Regions from separate parts of the Mus musculus genome. Here region 2 is linked to region 1. The links are chromatin contacts, called in public HiChIP or PLAC-seq maps. All regions are on one chromosome and are shown on one strand. Each heading gives the region's core, a stretch centred on a gene start, on an enhancer-like site or on the middle of the called end of the contact. The rest is flanking DNA. Distances are from core to core; before and after follow the strand shown.

What was found. HiChIP or PLAC-seq counts read pairs in DNA pulled down with a chosen protein or histone mark.
Region 2: a contact with region 1 is called in an H3K4me3 HiChIP or PLAC-seq map of bone marrow-derived macrophages, with 4 times the contacts expected there. The contact joins two enhancer-like sites. A contact is called at or near these places in 6 of 484 Hi-C or Micro-C datasets (CD4 T cells, natural killer cells, nephron progenitors and 3 more), 8 of 115 datasets of contacts at active chromatin or transcription factors (bone marrow-derived macrophages, craniofacial prominence, embryonic stem cells and 3 more) and 4 of 9 other capture datasets (adipose tissue, embryonic stem cells, liver and 1 more).

What each region holds. Positions count from the first base shown.
Region 1 is chr5:125,055,916-125,061,300 of GRCm38.p6, forward strand. All of the region lies in intron 17 of Ncor2 (nuclear receptor co-repressor 2), which reads right to left. Among named protein-coding and RNA genes, the nearest start is that of Rflna, 55 kb to the left of the region's middle. Within about 2 kb of position 2,521, at least 178 of the 459 cell types and tissues checked have an H3K27ac peak or open chromatin away from gene starts, as enhancers often do. A contact at or near this core is called in bone marrow-derived macrophages, liver, nephron progenitors and 3 more, where this site is marked.
Region 2 is chr5:125,138,007-125,143,391 of GRCm38.p6, forward strand. All of the region lies in intron 1 of Ncor2 (nuclear receptor co-repressor 2), which reads right to left. Among named protein-coding and RNA genes, the nearest start is that of Ncor2, 39 kb to the right of the region's middle. Within about 2 kb of position 3,000, at least 324 of the 459 cell types and tissues checked have an H3K27ac peak or open chromatin away from gene starts, as enhancers often do. A contact at or near this core is called in bone marrow-derived macrophages, liver, nephron progenitors and 3 more, where this site is marked.

The DNA of each region.
Region 1 (5,385 bases), core at 1,271-3,770:
GCCAAGGGGGCACAGCCAGGGAGGGACCAGGAAACAAACAGTAACAGGCATGGCCCCAAGCGAGGCCACAGTTAAGATTCTAGGGGGCAGAAGACAGCCTCCCCCCATCCTTCCCTCCCCAGTTGGGCGGGAGCTGTGGTGACCCAGCTCTGACACTGCACAGCTGCAGTGAGGCCTCAGGAGAACAAGCCCGCTTTCCGGTCTCACCATAGGTGAAGGGGAACGAGCCCTGGAAGAGCTCAGGTCAGAGCAAGGCCGAGCTGGGGAGGGGAGCAGGGTGAGCTTGGGGCCCCCCCACACCTCAAGAGCCACACCAGACTCAGGGCCCACCTGGCACTTAGCAGTCACGGGTGGATCTGTCTCAAGTCACAGCTTGAGACCACATGGTGGGACAATCTTCAGATCTGCGGAGGCCCCCCTCAACCCCTCCCCAAGGCCACAGACCTCATGGCTCACAAGCTCTGAGGCTACAAACCTTGGGCTATACTAGAAGGCTGTGCACCCTCAGCAACCTTCAATGAGCCCCAGCTCCCTTGAAGGCAAAGCTGGCCATTTTCCCATGGCAGTGCCAGAAACCTGCCCCTGGGGATGGAGGTTAGGAGGCCGGCGCTTCGGCGGAGCTTCAAAGCCACTTGTGACAAGGCTAAGTCCCATTTCCTACCACCAGGCTTCAAATCATGTTCTTCAACACAAGTCAAAGCAGAACAAGAGGCTGTAACTACGAATTGCAGGGGGCGGGGAGGGCAGGGGAGGGGGCCCACCCCCTTCTCACCACCCCCTCATTCAAACCCCAGTTGGTGGCTCACTACAAACAAAGGAAACAATAAAACCCCCAACACACCAGCAAGTGACCCCCTAGGTCTACATGGCTTTGAGTCAGTCTTGCCCCTCCCCCACACCCTGGTCAAGACTGGAATTCTTGAAGGTTTCTCACCCACCTCACCCAGCTCAGGAGTGGGTCTGAAGCCTCAGCTTCCCATAGTAGCAGCATTGGGGGGGAGGGGGACGCGCCATGGTTTGGGGGAGGTGCGGGATAGCCAGGCCACCTGCTGGCCTACAGTGACCACAAGAGCCACGTGGCTCCAGAGCAGCTTCTCAGGGCTCCTCAAGGACAGGAGGCAGGGAGGGCCAGGGCTCAGGATCAAGTGTAACTCAGCCCCTGACCTTTCCCTCCACCCGCGCCAGCAGCAGCTGCCACTTCCAGAACCTGGCGGCTGGGGCTGCGTTTATTTATATTACCCGAGTGCCGTCCAAGAGGGCCCAACAAACACGTCAGGCCGAGGGATCGCAGGCCCGGAACCCCAGGGCAGGTCTCCATTTGGAGCTGTTGGGGGTGGGGTGCAATGAAGACTTGGGAGGGGAGGGTGGCCCGACCCCGGGGAACAGACATTTCCAAATTCAGTTAGGTCAATAGGGAGTCAGAACAGCTGGGTCTCCCAACTAACTCAGCCTATAAAAGCTAGAAACTGTCAGGGTGGGGGGGATGACGCTCAGCTGTTCCCGAACACGTGTGGTCAGGGAAGAGCACTGGGCAGAGCTGTTGGGGAGGCCCTTCCCAGAGTGTGCCACACAGCCCTGGGGAGACAGGAGCTTCCTCTACTCTTGTTCTAGGAACCTTACATTAGGGTGCTGTGCACAGGAGCACTTCATATCCCGTGTCGTAGAGACAGCCCAGCTGCTCTGTCCACCCCGGGGAAGCCCCGCTGAGAATGCCCCAGGCACGCTTGGAGCTAAGACTAAGTACAGCCTCCTTCCAGGGGATCTTGGCTGCACCCTAGAAAGGCAAGAAGGAGCGCCAGGCCACGGGTCCAAAATTCCAAGACCCCACCACCACCACATGTGCAGCTGAAATTTCCTGTAGCCCCATAGAAGTCCCCGTCACCAGCCAACCCCACCCTCTTGCCCCGCCAGCTGGGGACCACTCACATCCTCTCATCTGCGTCTCCCCCTCGGCCAAGTTTTCCGGAAACATCCGGCTGGAAGGATGCTCCAGGGAGCGGAGCGGTGATTAGGAGGCTGTGGCCGCAAGGCTCCTTAGGGCTTCTTGCTGGTATCCCCCGGTTCTACCTCTGTTCACATCCTCAGGAGCCGAGAGGGCAAAAGCAGGCACTGGGGATGGCCCCAGGACTCCTCCGGCTGCAGCTACCAGCTGCCCCAAAGAACAGAGCAGTGCCCTTCCTGCTTGGGAAGGGAGCGAGGGCTACGGCAGCAGCGGGAAGTTGTCAGTTCTGTGTGCTGGGTTTCTCTGTGCCAGGCGTCACCAGTGCGCACGCGGCGTCCGCAGATCTTCCAGGCACCAGTGTCTCAGAGAGGACACTTGGTGAGGGTGCTGTCCCGGAGCCCCCAGACCCACCAAGCCACAAGAAATCCAAAAGCCCCGGGCAAGACAGGGCCAGGCAGCCGTGTCCCTAAACGGCTGGGCTGTGGGACCCAGGGCTCCGCGCGGCTCTTCTTGCTGCCTGACCCAACGAGCCGCGTCAGGACTGAATGTGACCTCCAGACGCGGCGGGCGGGGGCGGGCGGGGGCCGGGCACAGGCCCAGGTTCGGCTGGGCGGGCCAACTGGCACAGGCTCCCTCCCTCTCTCCCCATCCGTGGCAGCGTCAGCAGCGGTAAGAACAGACTGAGGGATCCAGAAAAACAGAGCTCCCACCCCCGGCAGGCAGGGAGCAAGCAGCCTCTTCCGCCCGCCCGCCAGCCAGCCCTCCCGCCAGCCAGCCGGTTCCACCTGCGGTCGCACCCCCCCTTTCCTCACAGGCCCCCAAAGCCTGGACCTCTCGGAGGGCTGTGGGTGGCCAAGGCTTTCTATGGGGGTGGAGGGTGGGGAACTTGGGATGTACTTAGGAGTACTCCAACACCACAGCCATTTGGGGGGGGGGGGAGGTATGGGACTCCCAGAGGTCTGGCCAAGGGTCTGGGGACCCTGGTTACCTAATACATCCTCTATTCTCCGAGAACACCTGCTGCAAGGTCCCAAGGGCTCCCGGGAGGCCAAGACAACTAAGCAGCCTCCTAGAGCAGCATCCCGTCAGGTTGACTTCTAGAACCAACTCTTCCCTCTAGCCCTTGCCCTTCCATTCTGTTCTAGAAGTCCAGGGGACTGGGACAGAAAGATGGTGCTTCCCTGTATCCCGGCCGGCTGGTGGAGAGATTCCTAATCCTGCTGAGGACACAGGTCATTCCCACAGAATCCCACCGTGCTCCACAGGGAACTCCAAAGGGGGCCTATGCAAGCATACCCCCTGTGAAAATGTCAGGGTGCTCCTGGAAGGACACCCCAAAGCTCCTAAGGCTGGAGAGCTACAGAGAACAGACAGCTCTACTGCTCCCAACCCCAGAGAAGGCCCCAGGACATCTGCCCAAGGAGCATTTTGGGCCCTGCGGCTGGCTCTAGGGATGGGGGTAGGGTGGCCTCTCATCTCCATAGCATCTACTCCCCAAAGACCAGCTCTTTGTTCCACACTCATGGGTTTTGATTGAGCTGCAAATGGCTCTCTCAAAAAGGAGCTCTAGACACCTGAGTGTCAGAGGCAGGGATCCATGAAGATCCCCTGAATGTCTGTCCTGGGAGTGTTGGGCCTGTGTGCTCGGTGCAACAGTTTTGCCAGCCTGCCTTGCGGTCTTGGGTTCTCCCACCCCACTAATTTCTAAGGAAGGAATTTCAGAGGCAGCTACTTAGGAAGTGAAATTGGCCAAGACAGGAAGTCAAGGCAGGGGGCCTGAAGCTGGCAGAGAGCTGAAAGAGCCCAGTCGCCACAGAGGGGAGGGGCGAAATGGTGGCCAAAGGTGACCCTTTCTCATGCTCTACCTGGGACCCATGAAGCACTCCAGTGGCTCAGGGGCTGTGACTGTTCCAGTCCCCAATCCCCTCCACAGGGGTCTGAGCTCAGCAAGTGTGTAAGCCTCTGATTTAACACATGGGAGAACAGGCTCTCCCACTGTCTGGGGCTCCTAGATCCCCCTCAGGGAGAAGCTTAGGAGGGCACCCCACCCCAACCTCCACCCTTGAAGCAGCTTTCTTAGACTCCCTTGCAAAAGAAAACCCTCCCAGAGCAAGAAGTCGGAGAAACGTGCCCTCCCTGTCCCGAGGCCTCTAGCCACATCCTCCTTCCTTAAGAAATGTTGAGCCTGCTCTGGACTTAAGTGATGGATGCGTTCACTGAGTTCATTAAGTGTTGGATCATTCAGTACAAGTGGACCAGAGACCGACAGTATCCCATGGGGGGCACAGGGAGCCCTGTGAGATCATCTGTGAACCTGCCTCGGCCACCTTCTCCCTGAAACACTTCAGACCTCAGCATCTCTGTACTTGCCAATCACTGGTACAAAGGAGGTACTTCAAACCATGTCAGACAAAGTCATCAGGGCTTGCCCTAAGGCCAGCTGCCCACCTACAGAGCCACAGGCAGCCTGGTCTGCAGAGTCAGAATGTCCTGTCCCCCAGACCCTTGGCTGGCTACATCACTGAGCCATACTCCTCAACCATGCCAACTTCTCATGGGCAAAGCAGAAACATGCTGCACGTGGAAACTGGGGTCACAAGGGTCATTCACTACCTCTCCTTCCCTAGCAAGAGTCAGATGCTGGCCCAGAGTGAGGAAAGGAGGGAGCCAACATCTCCTTTAGGGCATTGATTAGGGACAAGAAAGAGTCCAGAGCCAGACCCACGTCTGGCCATACCTCAATCCATACAAGAGCCCTGCTTTCTCCCTGGGAATCATCACAACACAAGAGGCCAAAACCCTCCAGTCGCTCCTCTGGGACCATCTCCATCCTGCCTACGGGGATCTCCACGCCCTCCCATCATCTCCTCACTTGGATGGAGCCTGGCGCTCATGGCCCCTGACCTCAGTGCACTGGCCACTGGCTGGCCACACTACTCACCTGGCCAGCCTACTTCACTGCTGTGTGCAGGGTCCCCAACGAGGCACACGGTGCACTCTTGGAAAGGTCAGCCTGACCTGGCAATGGGGACAGCATCAACTCTAACAGAACAGTGGCTAAGCCTCCCCACCAGGCCTAGGTACTCAACCAGACCACATCCAGTGGCCGGCAGGGCTCTCAAGGGAGAGTGTGTCTACTGAGCATACACTCCATCGCCTGCACTGGAGACATCCAAAGGACCCTGGTCTAAGCCACTACCCTTCAACCACTGGCTCTGCCCAGGGTCAGGATTCCTTAGGGTCAGGCTAATCTCTCTTTAGGGAACTTGGGGCATTTGGCCCAACCCTATAGGCCCCCAACACTTCTCCACGCCACAACTGTAATCTTTGTCCTAAGGCAGGCAGGGGCCAGGTCCCTAAGGAGGCAGCTTCCAGTTCAGGCTCAGGCCCCACCCAAGTGTGAGCCCAGGAAAACAGCACTGTCCCCTAAGCATACACATACC
Region 2 (5,385 bases), core at 1,750-4,249, 83 kb after region 1:
CAACAATAAAGCCCACCAGCCATGAAGACTCAGCCAACGGCAGAAGAGGCCACAGTGATCCGGCCACGTCTGAATGTGCATGCCACTGATGGAACAGATAAACCATGACAATCGCACTGGGTGGCAGGCCAACCACACGATCACGCTGACCTCAGAGAGAGGCCATCGCAAGCAATCACACTGATGAGCAGGTGGTGACCACAGCAGCCCACCGCACTATCTGATGACAGGGCACAGTGTAAAAACATCCAGCCTATGGCTGGCAAAATGGCAGAGTGGGTAAGGACCTCTACGACCAAGCCTGACACCCAAATTCTACCCCTAAGACAGCCATGGTGGGAGGAAGGAGATAACCAATGCCCCTACAATGACATGATAAACTTTTTTGTTCTTTTTCCAGACAGGGTTTCTCTGTGTAGCCCTGGCTGTCCTGGAACTCGCTCTGCAGAACAGGCTAGTCCTGAACTCAGAGATCCGCCTGCCTCTGCCTTCCCGGTAGTGGGACTAAAGGAACATACCACCATGCCCCACTAAGTATGATAAAACCCTTTTAATAAGCGCTCAGTGCAGGTGACTACTGCACACACGCTCCACAAGGTGCTGACCCCTCACCCCATCCTACAGATGAAGATATGGAGCTCTAGGAGCTGAGTCAAATCACCCAGCCTACAAGGCACCTCAAGTCACAAACTCAGAACAGCCGCCTTGGGAACCACGGTCCTTCCTCCGCACTTATTTCAAGGTACATGGAAACTTGTGAAGCTGCCCTTGGGGATGCCACTGCGAGTCCCACGACCCTGTGTGCCCTTCAGAGGTGTTCCCAGTGCCATGCACTTGAATCATCAAGAGCTCTGTTTCTCAAGATCAGAGCCAGAGAAAGGACACTGACCCCACCAGCCGTAGTCACACCGTCAAATACTTGCTGTGAACATGAGCGTGTATGCATATACATGTGCATGCATCCAAGCATGGACATGCGCACATGTAGGTTCAATGACCTCAGCTGCCACAGCTTCTCCATCCCACACCCAACCTTGCTCTGGCTTCCATGCAGGCTTCTCAGTAGCAGGGACATCACCCAAACTCCCCATGGGACAGAGGCAGCCTCTACCCAGCCAACACCCTCCAAGCAGACACAAGAACAGTAGGGGCATGTACAGGCCCCAACTCCCAGGACGACTGGCGGTGGGCAGCTAGCATGGTGGCCTAGACGAGAAAAAGGAGCTGTCAGATGGCTGCTGCTGGCCAGACACGAGGGGCTCTGCGCCAGCAGAAGCAGCACTTGGTGTGTCACTTACAAACACAGAAGCATCGCCACCTTCAGCAGAACACAGGACCTCCCAGCCTGGCCCAACCCCCAAGCCACGCTGGGCAGTATCAAGGACCCATGCACGCTCGGGGGAAATGGGACAATGGGCTTGCAAGGGAGGCCAGGTGAAGGCCTGCACCAGCCCAGGATTCGAGTCCCTGCAAAGCAAGGGGGTCCGGGAAGATTACATATGGAGTCTACCCCTGAACACCACCCAGCACTGTAGCCCCTGGGGCTCCCATTGCTCCCTCAAGGCACACCTGGATGCTGGGGAGTTCCAGGGCTTGACTAAGGTGGTATGTCCTACGAGGCTCGGGCTATGCCTTGAACTTCCATCTGACCCCCCCCCCCAACTCCATGAACACTGTTTCTTCAAGATGGCACGTACCCACCATTGGCCCAGGTAAGCCTGCTGTTGTCACTGTCATCCTCACCAGAAACCACAACCCTAGTCAGTACCACAAACCCACCCTGTGCCAGAGAACTGTGTCATCGGGTCCTTTAGACAACATGACTTGCTACATGCCCACTTGCCAGATGGGAAGACTGAGACTCCAAAACAGGAAGTGGCTTGCCAGAGTCATTTAACTTGAGTCCTGCCCCAGAGCCTACTCTTCCGCTATTCCTCCTCCTATTACCTCTACTCCCATGGGGATCCGTCACTCCTTTCTACACTTAGGGAAATAAGAGTAAGAGTTAAGGGGCACACTGAAAGCTACAGAATTGGAAACGGGACTGGATGTACAACTAGGGTCTGAGGCAAATGAGCTGTGCCTTCTGGAGCCCCCACAATAGCCTGAGCTTGGGGATCCTTGGAAGCTACATCCCAGCTGCAACCCCCCACCCCCAGGCCTGGAGAAGCCCATCCTCTGCCCTGGGCTTGCTGCCGCAGGCGGCTGCTGTGAGCTTCCGAAGCCTTTCCAACTTTCCAATGTTTACCCCTCGCGCGCTGCCAAGGCCCTGGGCAAGCCTGGGCCGGTGGCCCTCATTTCAAACCAGACAGGGCGCTGAGCCAAGCTCCACTTCAGCGGGGGAGGCAGGCTGGGCCCACAATGCCTGCACCTGGCTCCCCCCCAGCCCAAGCTCCCAAGTCCCCACGCTCTGATCCCGTCACCCCACGGCCCGACCTACACTGTCCTACTATCCCACCAAGCACTGGGTAGGCATGCTCAAGGCAAGCACAATGTCTGTACCATACATCCCCTCCCAGGGCCACCAGCCAGCACCCAGTGCCTCACGTCTTCCGGATATCAACAACTTTTCCCGATAAGATAACCTACTGTCCCATGCACAGGACCCTGAGACACATCCTGTCTCGGGCCTCTCCAGCCACCCCAGCTGGCTGACGGGGGCCGGCAGGAACCAGGGCCACCATACCTCAGACGGGGCTGGGGCAATTCCAGGGGTCCTCAGGCAGTGTCCTTTGCCCACATCCTGCAAATCATAGCCCTCTGGTCTGTGGCACCATCCCTAGGGTCTGGGGATGTGGGCACCCCCAGCCAGGCAACTTCTCTTACCAGTGCATGGCCAGCAACAGCCTGAGTGGGCTCCACACAACTTGCAGGAACTGCCCCACGCGGCAAGCGAGGGCCGGCAGTGAGCCAGCCCTGGTCAGCATGCCCTGTATCCGAGGCCCGACCCACAGGCGTCTAGGGGCCAGCCCTTGGCCAGCGACAGGGCCATCCTCCCTCCAGACCAAGCGGGCAAGGGGCGGCCCCACACAGCAGCCGCACCCCTTCCCGCGAGACTTGGGCTCCCACCCCGACTGGGGAGGCCCTGGTGGGGACCAGCAGCCTGCTAGGCCGCAGGCTTCTGTCCTAATGTCCCCCAAAATCAGGGCACCAGAGGCGTGTCAGGGATACCCTGCGGGGTGGTGTGACCCACTGTGGGCCACCACCAAGACTCAGGCCCAGCTCTGCGTCCGCCACCCAGGCCTATAAACACGGAATTACATAAGTCCACTCTTGTTCCAGAGCCAAAAGTACCGAGCTGCTAGCAGCCTTGGCAGTCGGGACTAATTCCTCATCGCCATGGTAACCCTGGCGGGCTTCCAGCCACTGGGGCTCAACACTGCGAGGCCTTTTTATAGCTTTTGAGAAGCCCTCTCCCTCCTTGCTGCTGGCAGAGGGACCTGGGCCAGCCACGGCCCCTCCTTTAACCATTTCCTCCCAGCCAGCCAGCCCTGGCGTCCTCCAGTCCTGCAGGGCCAGATGGCCAGAGGAAAATGCTCCCGTCCGTCCCGACCTTCCGATCCTAACTAAAGGAAACCGGGCCTGGGGCTCAGGGCTCAGGTCATCTTGGTGACAGGCCCACAAAAAGGCAGAGCTGAACGCACACAGAGGCCAGAAGAGATGGCCAGATGCTTGGGCAGGCGTCAGCACTGGCTGTGACTTGCTGGGTGACTCACATCCAGCCCAACCTCCTCTGGGTGTGGGCTGTGCATCTTTCTCAAAGCAGGCTGGCTCTGCAGCTGTGGGGCTTTGGGCCACAGCCCTGAGGTGTTGGGGCAGTGGTCTCCCTGATGCTGCAGTCTCTTAATACAGTCCCTCATGTTATGGTGAACCCCCAACCATAAAATTATTTTTGTTGCTACTTCATAACTGTAATTTTGCTGCTGTTACACATCATAACATAAATATCTGTGTTTTCCCACGGTCTTGGGCGACCCCTGTGGAAAGGTTTGTACCCACATGTTGAGAACCACTCTGTTAGGGTCTCAAATGGCTTCCACTTCAGTACCCAGAAGTCAGGTCAACATGATGCAAGCTTTGCACCCCGCCCCCTAAGCAGGAAGCCCAGGCCATACACACAGCCAAATGTGGGGCCAGAATGGAAATAAGGAAGGTCTGGAAGATGGAAAGATGAGGCCAGGGAGGGGCCAAGAGGAGGAGAGGAAAAGGAGACAGGCCTCCAACAGGGGCTTCAATCACAGCCACAATCCCGTCATCAGGCTGAAGATGACCAGCAATGTTATGTCTGACAGCTCAACCACGACCATGCCAAGCAGGGTGCCCGGGGTAAAGCCATCCCTAGAGCACGACAGAAAGTGACACCCCACTTTCCACTGTGAGCCCAGGAGGAAGTTATGTGACCCAAAGGAAGCAGTCCTAGAAAAAAACTGCCCTGGGATTTGAACCAGGGTCGTGGCGGTACCCACAGTGCCACAACCAGCAAGAAGCCACCAGTCAAGGATAGAGAATCATCTCAGCAGTTGAGAAAACTGGCTGTGCTTGCACGGGACCTGGGTTCAACTCCCAGCACTCACACGGCGGCTCACAACTGTAAGTCCAGTTCCAGAGTATCTGACACCCTCACACAGGCATAAAGACACGCATGGAGGCAAAATACCAATGCACGTGAAATGAAAATAAAGAAAAAGATTTAAAAAAAGAATATTGTAAAATCAATAACTTGCATACTACAACAACGACGACGACGATGACAAAAAACGAAGTCACTGCCGCCGCCACCTGTCAGCTCAAGACTAAGGCAGATTAACACAGAGCAAAAGCCTGTGGCCACTGAGGGTTATGGAAAGACCAACAGCCACAGGGAGACCACCAAGGAGACAGCTAAGCTCTTGCAGTCCAAAAGACCTGGACATCCCTCCTGACTGCTCTGTGATGTCCATAACCCAAGAAGGGCTTCCAGAGGCTTCGGTCGCCCCAACCCCACTGGCAAAGTTGGGGCGCCCACCCTGCAGCCATCTTTTACAAGTAGGGGAAACTGAGGCATTAAACAACGGGGCAATTAAAGCCCATCTTTTCAGCCAAGATGTAACCACTGGGATAGTCCCCCTATCCCTGGCTCTCACTGTGACACCGGGAGACGGAAACCCAGAATAAAGCCATATCCACACCATCCCAATGCCACCAGGAAGCTGTGGTCAGGGGTGTTCCCCCATTTTCTGCCCTGCATTTGTTCCAGCTGAGGCTGCAGGAGAACCATGCCTTTCCCAAAGGTTAACCCACAAGTACAGTTTCAAAGCGCACTGGGTCGGATCACAGTGAGGGGCAGGCTGATCACCCGGTCATATCCCTTTTTGCAGTCATGCCCACAGCTCTGTCTTCTCATGA